Regions from separate parts of the Gossypium hirsutum genome. Here all the other regions are linked to region 1. A link is a contact called in public Hi-C data. All regions are on one chromosome and are shown on one strand. The core of a region is the stretch at or near the end of the contact, and the rest is flanking DNA. Distances in the headings are between cores, read along the strand shown.

What was found. A called contact is a pair of places that touch in the nucleus more often than the background predicts.
Region 2: a contact with region 1 is called in a Hi-C map of leaf, with 2.1 times the contacts expected there. The contact joins the promoter of LOC107894054 here to the promoter of LOC107894064 in region 1. A contact is called at or near these places in 3 of 34 Hi-C or Micro-C datasets (all in leaf).
Region 3: a Hi-C map of leaf shows a contact between it and region 1, with 1.8 times the contacts expected there. The contact joins the promoter of LOC107894055 here to the promoter of LOC107894064 in region 1. A contact is called at or near these places in 2 of 34 Hi-C or Micro-C datasets (both in leaf).

Annotation. Positions count from the first base shown.
Region 1 is chrA13:13,929,948-13,934,616 of Gossypium_hirsutum_v2.1, forward strand. It overlaps LOC107894064 (transcription factor SRM1), which reads right to left and starts at 2,708. Exons shown (of 3, transcript XM_016819271.2): 1 at 2,539-2,708; 2 at 328-748. The coding sequence starts at 713. It overlaps LOC121212275 (14-3-3-like protein GF14 omega), which reads left to right and starts at 3,908. Exons shown (of 2, transcript XM_041084725.1): 1 at 3,908-4,102; 2 at 4,263-4,379. The coding sequence starts at 3,908. The coding sequence ends at 4,379.
Region 2 is chrA13:13,680,364-13,685,032 of Gossypium_hirsutum_v2.1, forward strand. It overlaps LOC107894054 (E2F-associated phosphoprotein), which reads left to right and starts at 2,766. Exons shown (of 3, transcript XM_016819259.2): 1 at 2,766-3,102; 2 at 4,401-4,566. The coding sequence starts at 2,991. LOC107894053 (E3 ubiquitin-protein ligase RING1-like) reads left to right here. Exons shown (of 2, transcript XM_016819258.2): 2 at 1,084-1,491.
Region 3 is chrA13:13,702,588-13,707,256 of Gossypium_hirsutum_v2.1, forward strand. LOC107894055 (tRNA (guanine(10)-N2)-methyltransferase homolog) reads right to left here and starts at 2,627. Exons shown (of 6, transcript XM_016819261.2): 1 at 2,266-2,627; 2 at 1,020-1,231; 3 at 250-567; 4 at 71-145. The coding sequence starts at 2,479.

The DNA.
Region 1 (4,669 bases), core at 1,458-3,957:
AGCAGTGAAAATGCCATAGAAGATCTAATCTACCTGACAACTAACTAAAAATAAGCAACCAATAGAATCTTTAATGGTGGAAAGCAATTCCTGGAGATGTTTTCTTTCTTCTTTTTTTTAAATAAAATTAAAGATTCTAAGTATGGATAGATATGAGATTCCAAAGCACAACAAATGCACAGAGTTGCTAAAAATAAAGCATGGAGAATAGTAAGTGTTAAAGTTTCGTAGGGCAAAACAAAATCAAGATGCTTATAAAGGACCTTCAATCAATCAAAATGAAAAACTGAAGATAAAAAATCTAAAATCAGAAGAACTGATTTTTACCTGTGCTCATCCTCTGTCCAAGCAATCCCCTTGCGACGTTCCTGATCTGACCTCGAACTCTTACTCCCCTGATTTGACTCACTGTTATAATGCCCTAAATTGCTGCTTCCTTTTTTACCAGTTCCTTCGTCACCAGCATGGCCGGCTGAACCATCAGAAGAATCGTACGGAGGGAGAGGCACACAACCAGATTCAATCTGGTTAATGTCATCCTCTAAAAGCTCATAGTGCTCTTTAATCTCTTCCAAAGTTTTCCCCGGCACATCAGCTGCAATTTTCTCCCACCGATCCGCAGAGTCCTCGGGATAGGTTGCAAGGGCATTCTCGAATGCCCTATCTTGGCCCCTACTCCACTCGGAGCTATTGCCAGCTTCTTCCACAGTCATCTAGGCTTGTCTCAATCCACTATCCAGAGTATCACCTGCAGGAAAAATGAACTGAATTCACTAAACGGTCAAATTAGGAAAGCTAGTAATGCATATCCAAAATCATGGATTTCCGAGAATAGTTCTCAGATTATTTCAGTAGTGGATTTCACTGACAACAGGTACAATGGAATGTTTAAATTACGGGGAAGAAGAGATATCAAACAAAAAAGAGTATGCAAAACAAGCAAAAATAGATCAAAAAATGCCAAGGTAGCTTAACCATAGATCAATTCCAATAAAATTCAGAAAGCCCCCATGGAGTATGTGAAGAATTCAATACTGGTTTGCTCCATCATTCAAAACCTGGACTTTTGTGAATTGTTGAGCTATTGATGAATGAAAAGACAACAAAGAAAAAAACCATAAAATCAAAGATAATAAATGGCATTTAAAACATTAAAAATTAGAGATTAGTGAATAGTGAACTTGATGGTAAGGTAGTTAGGGTTTCTGACTCTGAAATATATATATTAAAGAGACAATGCAACCAAACAAGGAAGAAAACCCAGAAAGCTATTCAGAATTCAAGTTGCTATTTTCAAATCCAACAAAAACTCAATAAATCCAAAAGGCTACTTGATATAGTTTAACCCAGAGTCCACATAAAATTATCCTGCTACTGCTTAATATATATATATATATGTATAGCAGCAAATTCTTCAGCTCCTCATTCTTTGTTTTCTTTTGCTAATTACATGCTTAGAAGAATCAACAGTACTTAGCAAAGAATTCAAAAGATCTCCCTTTCAAGTTTATATAAGAAACAAGAAAATAAAAATCAATTAAAGCACCCAAAAGTACAATTTGCATTTATGAGGATACTTTAAGTTTCATTTCACGGTTTTATATTTTCTTCTAAAAAAAAATCATCAAACTTTAAGCAATAATCAAAAGAATTTTCGGGTAATAACAAAAATAGGAAACAAACTTCCTTAAAAAAAAAAAACTTTCAACGATGCCAAAAGAAGTAAAACCCAATTCAAGGGTTCCTTCAGAAATATATATATAATTTAATTTTCTCATTGAAGATTCCTACACAGTAATTCCAGGACTAAAGCAGAAAAAAGCTAACCTCATATTCCTTGCTGTTTCACTGTAGAAATCACCATAAAATTGAAAGGCAAGCTACAACTAATATCAAGATTCTGACACTTGAACCAACCAAACAAATAAAAATCTAACCTTTGATGGAGCCAAATCCTACTCCATCCACTATCAACCTTTCCAATTTTTCTTTTTCTTTTTTTTTTTCCAAAATGTGTAAATACTTCTGCAATAAGTTTATATTATTTAAAGTACATGTAAAATTTTAACAACAAACAAGCATAAAATTCAAAAAAAGGAAAAAAAATATACCCAAAAAAGAAAATCTCAAAAAAAGAACCAATTATTTGACAAATTTACGAAGGGCTTAGTACATACAAATTATAGATGATGTTGATGGGTTATCCTGAAAGTATCTACAAAGGAAGTTGCAGGATGGGTCAATTGTCCCATCACTTCCTGCAATAACTTTGCTACAAATTGTTACAGCTGGGATTGAAAAGCCTTACACCCTTCATCCCAAGTTGCTCAACATACACATTACACTCTAATCTGCCATTAATTTCTGCCAATATCATAACAAAGAGAAACTAAATATATTTTATATTAAAAAAACCCCACTTTTTCAGAGGAAAAAATCCCAAAAAAATTAACAAATTTAGATATCAGTAGAGAGATGTCATACTAATACTATAAGCATCCATAATCATTGACTATAAAATCATTACCTTTCTCTTACTTTTTCTTTTTCTTTTTTTTCTTTTCCTCGGTGCTTCTTGTTGGATAGATAGAATAAGAAATTAAGGAAGAAAAAAAAAAGCAAAACAAAGTTTCAATATTTAATTTTATCAACAAGGTTACTCTTTTGGTCTTGTCTTTTCTCTTTTTTTTCTTTTATCTGGGTTTCTCGCCTTATTTTATAGCTTTTAATCTAAAATATATATTTTTAAAATGGGGTATTTTTATTTTGTTAAATTATGTTTTGATCCTTCTACAATATTAAATTTGATATTTAGTCTCTAAATTTTAATTTGATAAGAAAAGATAAAAAGAAAAATTTATATATAGAATTACTAAACAAAAACGAAAAATAATAAAATTTTCATTTATTTTAGAACAAAAAAGTTCAAAAATTTTAACACCTATTCAACATAAAATCAAGTTGCAATTGTAAAAGTAGAAAAATCGTGAAATTAAAGTATGTCAATTTTAAGTATAATAAAGGGATCAAAATTACAATTTGACGCTTTTTTAATTTAATATTACCCTTTTATGAAGCAAAAGGCAAAGACCGAGTAAAGTGGACCTTTTGGGATGCTTAATTTGGGAATCCAACATTGTAAACAGATGTATTTGGTTTATGCCTTTTTATTACATTTAGGGATAAACTAGAAGTGTGACTGTCTAGATACAATGTGCAAGCTGTCATGTAATAATGAAAGAACAAACCAACCATTTTTTGCCACGTAGGCAATAAGTCAAAATTCACGATTCTAGCAAACCACATGCTCCCTGGCCCATGGTTTTAATTATTGCAATTTATTGTGTTTCCACTTTCCACTCTTTCACACACAATTTAATTAGTAAGGTGGACAAGTAAAAAATTATTTTAGGGCGAAAATAAATTTTAATTTTTATGATATTAAAAATATAATTTTTAAAAAATTAAATTAAAATTTTATTATTTTTATAAAATTAAAGTATAATTTTTTAAATTTAAAATTTTAAAGAATTAAAATAAAAAAAAATTATTTTAGAGAAATGGAGACTTGTGCCAACTCCTAAATTCACCCCTAATCATAAGGTTGATGTCCTTGCTTAACTTTTTTTCTTTAAAATATTTCAAAATTCTAGTTTTCTTTTCATTAGAAGTAATAATTGATTAAGTAAATTACATTAATAATCATCCAATTATAAATAATTTTTATTTTTATCACTTAATTATAAAAAAATTATTTGATTAGTAACATTTTGAAAAATAATTTTTTTTCACCTCGGATGTTAAATTCCAACGGAGGCACTCTTTCATTGGTTTAATAACAAAGTTAGTCCCTCAAATCACCACTCATAACCATGGCACCCCTTCCCCACGCGGCGAAGACGTCTACATGGCCAAACTCACTGAGCAAGTCGAGCGCTATGAGGAGATGGTCAAGTTCATAGAGAATGCCGCCTCTGCCATCTCCCACCCCGACGAACTCTCCATCAAGGAACACAACCTCCTCTGTCGCATACAAGAACGTCACCATGCGTCCGTTGCGCCTCATGGAAGATCGTCTCCTCCATCGAGCAGAAAGAGGAAGGTCATGGCAATGCCAACCACGATGTTGTGATCCTCCAGTACATATTCAAGATCGAGGCCGAGTTGTCGGAAGTATGCACTGGAATTTTGAAGCTCCTTGATAAGAACATTGTTCCAACTACTGGAAACAGGGATACTAAGGTTGTTTTATGAAAATGAAGAGAGATTACCATAGGTACTTGGGTGAGTTTAAGATTGGTGATGACAAGAAAGCCGTTGCCGAGAATACCCTAACTGGGCATAAATCTAATGGAACTTTGATGTTTCAAGAACTTTGATGTTTCAAAAACTTTTGGCTAGCTTGTTTACATTTTTCATACAAACACTCAATAGATTGCAAATTTTAGATATTGAAATTACATTCAATTTCTTGGTCTTCATTGTCACCATTCACCAAACCACAATAACTACTATTTTAGTTTTAAGAACAACTACAAGCTTCTTTCAACTTCTTGAAAGATTTAGGAGATCAACAATGATTGTGATGGCGGCTATGGTTTGGTTAAAATGTTCGTGGAAAATTTTGCCAAGAAATTTTGCTCAATATTTTAATTGTTAAAATATAAAT
Region 2 (4,669 bases), core at 1,516-4,015, 250 kb before region 1:
GAGAAATAAAAAATTTGAAAGGTATGTTATTTGTGTACATCCAATATATAATTTGTGACACTAAAATCATATATTGTGGAAGAATCTCCGGGCAAGTTCTGATGGTCATGTAATGTCTAGGTTGTGTATGTGGTGTTGTTCAATATTTCAATCTTAAGCTTGTTCCTTTAAAAGGCAGTTTGAATAAACTTGTGGTCCTAGTAGCCTAGGTTCTTAAGCGATTATATTTTTCTTCTGTGCAAATCTGGCAAATTGTTGTGGACATCTTGATACTTGGAAGGGCAAGTAGCTTTGATTATTCACTTTTAGTTCTGCATGTGGCTTTTCTTGCATTAACATACTGGCGAACTCAATCTGAACATATCTTAAATCCTGTTGAAATATCGGTAAATGAATCGATCTGGATGTAAAAATACAAATATCCATGGTGGAGTTGACTTTTTTTTAATCCATGTTTACTTGATAATTTTACCTCTCAGTGCATCAATCATCCCTAAGTAGCTAACTCTAACGTTGTAATGAGGTTGAATGTTATAGTTATTAAAATTTTAGGCTGCAATGGATCTCTTGTAGGTTTAGGATCATTCTATACCAACCAAGAAAGGTGAAAGGCCACATTTTAAAATTGATTAAAATGTTGAAATTTGTTTTTTGATAAAGAATTTATGCTGCAATTATTCCACAGTACTTGCTATTAATAGAACTGTCTCCTTCTACACTTGTTTTCTATGGTACTTGGTCAAAAAACTTGGGTATTTAGCGGATTCAGTCTATAGAAAGTAAATTTTTTCTGCTATTAAGACAAATGTTATTCATGAAGACCTTCATGCTTGGTGGAAAGGTGATATAGAAGTGTGGTTTTGTTATTTAAGCGTTGGAATTGGAAATAACATTTACTTACAGAACCTATTGTTTCTTGATTCATCAAGTAAAATTATGATATACACAAATCAGAGCTTCCCTCCTCCCCTATAGAACCTATGTTTGCATGGTGTAGTAGTAGTAGTTGCATTCAAATTTACTTTTATATGCATTTTCATGGTCAATTTGAATATACCCTAACTTGGATTTGATTTTTGGCAGCCTTGAAGTGCTGCAAAATATCAGGCATTTCTATCATGAGACGTGGTAATAGATCGACCTCTTTGGATGTCTGGAAAGCGGGGTATGTTCTAAATTAAACATGGAGAACTAAGATTAGAGTGGTTACATTTTAAGAAAATATTAGTTTTTGCCATTTGCTGGTATTATATGTATATCTGAATTCGCTTTGTTTGTTGCATGTGGGATTCAATTAGACTTCCATACATTGTTTGTTGTATAGATTCTTTGGTCCTTTTGCTCAAATTTGCAAACTACTAGAGTGTGAAAATGAACAAAAGGTTCCAAAGTAATGTAGAAAGACAACATGCATGTAGCATATGTTTCAATGTAGAGAATAATAATTTTCAATCATTAAATATATATTTTAAAAAGTAATATTTTTATTGATATGTTTGAGACATAGAGATATTTGATTGATACAAAGTTTCAAGTAAATTTTTTTTTTTAAAATTGTCATTATCTCATTTTCTTAATGTTTTTGTACTATATCCTATACCTACATGACACCCTGTCAATCTTGCTTGTGTGATAATATGCCAAATAGTTTTCTTAATCTAATGTGTAAAAGTAAATTAATTTTACACATTTTTGTAACCAAGTATTTGTTTGATGTAAAAGGAAAATTTAATGTTGAAGGGATATATTTTTTATCAATATGATATAAATCTGATTTTCTTAGTTTATGTTTATAACATGTATATTTATATTGAGTATTTCCAATAATTTAATCATTATAGTTTGATTAAACTTGGCCATCGTCGAAGCTTAAATATGAGCAAACTTCATATGCAATCCAAGTTTTAGTCAATACTTCCAATTGTATTTATGGGACGAAATAATTATATTTTAAGATAAATTTCTTGTATATTAAAAATTTCGAGGTAAGATGGTCTTTTATACTTTTGTTAACTACTTTTGAAATTAAAAGTACTAAAAACTATTTCTTGGAAATTTGAAATTCTTTATTTGTATTACTATTATATCTTCAGTCTGATTTTTTATGTAACTAATGTATTTATTTTTGGAAAAAAAATTATAAATACAATTTGAATCACTAAAATTAAAATTAATTATTACAAAGTTTAATTATATTTTGATGTATGTGAATGGAGAAATTCTAAGTAACTAGGATGTATTATATAAATTTAGATAAGAGTCTGTGTGAGTTAAATTAAAATAAATCTAAAAAGAATATATACATAATTTACTAAGACTTAAATTTGAAATATTAAAGCCTTCGTGACCTTAACTTCAAAACAACTCATTGGTATTTTGACTGATCAACGATGGAAATATTAGGTGGGCATTAAGTTAAATGATAAGGAATTGGATAATTCTTTAAGTAAGATTTTTTTTTGTTTATTTAGAGATTTAATTTAGCTTAATTTTAAATTTAATCGAAGTTAAATACGATTATTGAATCATTGAAGGGTCTCAGCTAATATATATATATAATGTAAAGTGAATTATTTATGAAAAATTATTTCAAGGGTTCTTAACATATTATTTATGATCTCAACCAATTAAAAATAAATATTTTATCTTTTTTTCACGTCATCTCTTCTTACTAACTATATATGTGACGTAAAAAAAAGATGATGTTATTTTTAATTAATAGCGACTATAAATGATGTGGTAAGGAGAGATCACAAAATAATCTCTCCTTATTTTGATGAGAATGACTGAATCATTTTGTACAGGCATGGACTCAATGGTGTTGGCCCATTCATAAGTGAAAAATGGGCCGTCCAAGTCAAGCTCGTTAAGCAACAGATTAAACCCTCAGTACTGGCGTCGTTCGTTGTGAGCTTGGCGGTGTAAGCGGTTTTTTTTTTAATTTTTTTCAGTTTCCGGCAAAACAAAAAAGTGCGGGCACCCACGAAATAATGGAAACGGAGAAGACAAAAACCACCACTTGCAGTAGCAATCAAGTATCGGAGATGGAAGAAGACACCACAACATCAAAAATGGATTCCCCCACCAATTCCCAGCAAACCAGTAGTTTTTTCTTCTCTTAGTCCTTTTATTCTCCTTTAATCTTCACTGGCTTCTCTACCATATATAATTGAAACTCCAGTAGAGAATTTAGCCCTCTTAGTGAATTTCTCGTAGTTTGGTTGCGATTTGTTGGCTAATTATATATATTAGTTAAATTCCAGTATTTAGAAATATTGATTTTGGTTATCCCCCGTTTCCATGCTATTTTTCTCTTTGGCTTCAAGGATCTCGACTAAATTCGAATTCGAGCTATGCGGGATGCTATTTCAGGGGCAAATTCTTCCAATGCTGTTTTCCCTTTACATGATTCAAACTAGAGACCTTGCCAAGCATTAGTCTTTTCCATGCTATCTTGAAACATGACAAGTTGGTATTGTTTAACATTTAAGGGTACCAACCAACGTTTGTTGGATCCGAGTACTTGGTACCCGTAATCAAGAAGTCTCTAGTTTGAATCTTGTGAAAGGAGGAAATAATGCTGGTAGCGTTTTGTCTTTCGTTTAGGAGCTCAACCCAACTTGACTCTAGATTTAGTCAGGTTCAATATTTGCCTTTTTATAGGATATAGAGTAATTTAGTTTTCAATCTATAGTACAATGGCCTGTGAAGTATTTTAGCCAATTATACATTCTAGGTAAAAACACCTCTCCAATCCCTCTCAATTTCGATATTGGGTAAATTGGTTCCTCTCAAAAAAATCACTTAATGTTAATGTTTTTCCGTCTATTTTAGATAATTTTGATTGGTATAGCAACAAATTTAGCCTTCAAAGTTTACATATCCTGTCTCTTTTTATATATTTTTTGAAGCTAAAGTTTTATATATTCTTTTTTAATTTTTATACTTTTTTTCAGATAAAGCTTTTTAGAATCTAGACCAAATTGACAGAATATGTAAATATTGAGGGCTTATTTGTTATTATACCAATTAAAATTACATATAATTGATGAAAAACATTAATGTCGTGATTAATTTTCCTTGGTTGCTCACTTTCGAAATTACAAGGACTGGATTGCTTCGATTTTTTGAGAGGGGCCAATTTGCTTAATATTAAAATTGAAAAGGGTAGGAGAGATGTTTTTACCTAAATTCATTAATATATTTGGTTTTGTAAGAAGTGGCAATAATATGAAGCAGCTATTCTTTCAGTTTTGTTATTGAAGAAAGAGCAGATAAATTTTCTTTTATAGTATACATGATGAACATGAGTTGTTGTGGAACTGTCCATCTGCATATTAATATCTGGTCCTTCCATAAAATCTAATCGGAATTGTTGATTGTGCTGTGTGCATTTTCAGTTTCTGACGATGATGAGATAGACTATTCGATCAAACCAGAATTCTATGACCCGAACCTTGACGACAAAGATGAATTATGGGTCCAAAGTAAGAGGAAAGGTTGTGTTTCTGATGCCGTGCTAAGCTGTCCTGCTTGTTTTACCACCCTTTGCCTTGAGTGTCAACGGTACGTACATTTAATCTCTCCGTTTTTGGCAATATGCAAGTCATTGGAAAACCAAGATACACATTGGATCAGACATTGGTCTTTGAATATTGTCTAGCTACAT
Region 3 (4,669 bases), core at 1,377-3,876, 230 kb before region 1:
TAATCTCATGCAGAACTATTTGCAGGTGGGTTTCAGGAAAAAGGTATTGCTAGTTATATTGCAGATTCACCTGTTTGAAGTTGCTCCAAACATTACGGTCAGGGCCGCGCCCATCACGCACCACTCGGATGTCAATATCAGCACCCTGGATGAATTCAAACAGTTCCCGTATGATTTCCAATAATAATAATAATAATAATAAGCAATGGGATGAAGAATAAATCAGACTAAAATAAGAAAATAAAACACCATTGTCATTGCTCCAAAGTGAGCTGCTGAAACCAGAATGCTCCCCGTGCCAACAAAGGGGTCATATACAAGTTTCCCAGGCGCAGCCTGCGCTTGATTGGCCATTAAGAAAGCCATTTCCGCATCCATTGCTGTTGGTCCAAGATAATTTCGGCTTTTCAACTGATACGTGGGGAGAAGCTTCCTATCTGCTCCACCAACTTCCCTACCGAAGAATATTCTCCTTTGTGCTACCGGTGGAAGTCCATTATTAGTTGCAATGTCATCAGTTTCCATGAGCCAGAAATTGTGATCAGGGTTCTTTAAATTAACTCGACCCTGCAAACATGTTGATTACAGTTACCATAGCAAATACGATCTATCTACCTCCAGACTTCATTTCAATATGCGTTCTATACATATTCGGGGATATGGTAAAACTTAAAAAGAAAACAAAGCATACATGTGCTAGACACATGCCCATCCAACATTCACCATGAGTCAAGTAACATAAAATACAATTAAAGAAAAAGCACCAAAATATGAAAATATAACATCTTTGTTGCTCGGATTCTAATTCTTCTTGAAGTACCTGATATAGGATACAAACTCCAAGGATCCTCCAAATACATGCCTGTATCAGAACACTCACTCACGAGTCCGAGTAACATATTATAACATTTTATTTTTCCTTTTACTCTACATGCCCCAGCTATGGCTTTAATGTTCCAAAGGAAACCGGTCATTCAAAGCAAACTTCAGGATCAAGAAAATCATATTAAGAACCAAACCTTAAAAGAAATATATGAAAGCCCCCGAATCCGTTCATTCTGCTCCAGAAGGCTCATAACCTTCCCAAAACTATCCACGGTAATCTTAAACGTACTTTCAGACCCCAAATATGGCAACTTTCGCTCATCAGGGTAGCTTTTAACAGCCTCTTCAAGCTCCTCATAGCTACCTCCTTCTCCCCAAAGTTCATATATTCCCTTCACAAGTATACCTACAAAGGGATTCACAAAACTTCTTAGAATGAAAAAAAAAGGTTCAAACTATGATTTTGGTCCCTCTATTCTGCTCAAAATTGGAATTTAATCATATTATAATTCAATCCTTCTTTGTGTGTAAACCCAGGGTGTCCTCAAGTCATATTGAACTTAAGAATAGTCCTTATCGACCCGAGAGTTAAAGTATTCCCAACAAGTGCGCTTCCAAGATTCAAACTTGTGTTCCCACCCTCAGATGAGATCACTACAACCTTAAACTACAGCCTGTGGTATAATCCATTATTTTACTTTCAAAATATTAACTAACACCGCTAACCATTCCTCTAGTTTTAGCATAATATACTTTTATATTGCTCTAACTATGATTTTATTCCAAATAACTAAATACCATTAACTATTGCAATTAAAATATAAACGAAATAAGGTTAAAGTATATGCGAAGTCCATCTATTATAAGGACTAGATCAAATTAGTCCCTTTACTATTAAATGGATCAATTTAATCCCTATTCTATTAAAAAAAAATCAAATAAGACCAATTTGTAACAAGTTAACATTTACTATTTAAAAAATGACATAATTTTTTTTTCCTTATTTGCAGTTTAACTCCAAACAAAATGTTCTGTTTGCAGAATCATAAAAAGCTTTCAAAATATAACTCCTCGAAATTTAGAATCCAGAATCATTGGATTCTTTTTAATAGTGCATGTACTAAATTGATCCATTTATAATTTGATCTGGTCTCTATAATAGAGGGACATTCCAGTTACATTCACTAATGAAATCATGTAAGTTATGCAAATAGATTTTTTTTTTCAGATGTGTTTTCATCATTTTATGGGGAAAAAAAATCTAAATCAGCATTTTAATTGTGAGGATAATCGCTGTTAATTATTAGAATTATCAGACTATGCCAAACTAAAGTAAAAGACTAAATTCCAAGTTTAAGTATAGTAGAGGGACTAAAACCACAATTTGACTAAAAGACATTTTTTAAAATGAAAGAAATAGGAAGTGGCGGCAGTACTTACTTCGATTGGCGACGTTCTTGGCCACGTCCTCGGAAGGCAAGTCGACGAAATAGAAAGGGGAGTCGGGGTGATGGTGTTGAGGTAGCCGCCATTGTAGAACTCGGTTACCAGGGCGCCGTTTGTCTTCGAAAGCTCCGAAAAGGTCAGCCAGGGACTCGACTTCGGGTTTCCGGTAATCGAGCAGCCTGTGGTAAAACACACATAAATACCACATCGATTAATGTTGGGGAACAGTCTTTTTTTGCAAGCTTGAAGAAGGAGAATTCAACGAATGCCTGGCCAATAACGATCCAAATTCAAAAACCCCCATACCAAAAACCCTTCTCTTTTCAATCAAGGGACATACGGTGCCGTTTTAGTCAAAGCTAAAGCATAGATGGGTGGGTTGGATCTAAACTTGATAACGGTCGAGTCATGTCGATACAAAATTTTAGGCTTATTTTTCAGGCTTGACCTGGTTCATCCTTAAAATGACTTAAAATTTTATTCAAGCTCGATCTAAATTAAAAAATTTTAACCTAAGCCCGACTTGGCCTATCTATATTCAAAATTTTTAGATTATTTTTTTAATATAAGAACAAATTTTAAAAATATAATATATCGAATACACTAAAATATTAAAATAAATATTTCTCAATAATTGAAAATAAATTTTTAAAAAAGTATTTAATATTTATGCTTAAATAATCCTAATATAGGTTCAACTTAGAAAGCAAATGACTCTAAAATAGTAACAAAATTAATAATAAAACAGGAGCTATACAATATTCAAATTATAATAATAGAATAGTAACAATATAATAATGAAATGATAGCAAAACAACAGTGAAATGACAATAAAACAACAGTGAAACAACAACAAAATAATTGATTCGGATTGGGCCCAGGCCGAATATCCTACCCAACCCCAACTCGTTTAGAAAATGAGTCTTATTTTTTGTCCAAGTTTATTTTTTGGGTCTTTATTTTTGTCTAAACTCTTTCACTTTTTGGGCAGGCCTTCGCCAACCCATGATCAAGTCTAGTTGAATCCATTTGGATTCAAATAATTTGAGTTCTTAAATTTACAATCAGATTATTTTGGATTTAGTTTATTTTGGGTTCAAATTATTTTAAATTCAAGTATTTTAAATTAGGTTGTCAAATTTTCAAGATATTTTAAATTATAAGTTATGATGATGGATTATTTTAGTTTTAAATTATTTTAAATTTAGATTATTTTTAATTTAAATTATTTTTTAATTTGAATTGTTGCATTTTATACTAAATGGAGTTAAATAAGGGGTGCTATCATTCATAAAAATCTCCTAAATGGGCACTTGGGAGAAAAGCATACAGTAATTTTGTACCAATCAAAATAAATTTAAGGTGGTTTTTTTTAAGAGAAAAGTGGCTTTCTTAATAAATTATGAAAATGACCTATTTTCAATATTAATTATTGGAATGGCCTGAAATCTACAATAGACATCAATGCTGCCACTTCTTAAGGCGATACTACTCTAAAATTTTACCCAATCATCAGCCAATCATTTAGATATTGACTACATTCAAAAATAATTTTTTTTGTGCCACCAATTTTCCAGATGGCATCTGTATGTATTTTTTAAAATACATTTATTTTCACAGGTAATCCTGAAATAGAAAAAAAAATTAATTCTGGTGATAGCTCCAAATGTGGTGGCACCAGTGTCAATAATTTCTTTATTATTATTATTATTTTTTTTGGGTGCTGCCTCTTCATGTAAAGGCACCAAATTCTGTAAAAAAATTATTTTCTTGGTCCGAATTCCAAATGTGGCAACACTTGTGTGGAGTCACCAAAATCTGTAGAGAAAATAAAAATCTTGGTTTCAGCTTTAAGTGTCACACCCCAAAAACTAGTTTAGAATAATCGGGTTAATAAATTGAGGGTTTAAGTCGGATACCAAAATTAGTGTCGTAAATAATTAGTTAAAATTTCAGTAACCTCAGCCAGCTTGTCAAAAAAAAACATAATTAGGTTTTTATTTTATTAATCAACTTAAAACGAAATTCAATTGCGAGGTCTAATTTGAAAACAATGTGTTTTAATTGAGTTAGGACCTAATTGGAAAATTAGGTAAATTTAATTAAAATATTAATAATTAGACTTGACTATAAGTATTAATTATTGTATATAAATTAAAATCGGAATGCATTAAAAATTATAAAGTTAAATAAGTTCATAAAAAAATTGAGTAAATGTATAAGCTAATAAAGAATAGGTAAGTTGAGCCCGAAATAAATATATACAATTAATAAATAAAATTATGTAAGAAATGAGTTTTAAGTTTGATGGTTAAGTGCTATTTCTCTATCTTAAAGGTCCTTCCTTTTTTTATTATATATATATTTTTTATTTTCAATAAATTAGGATAAAAAACAC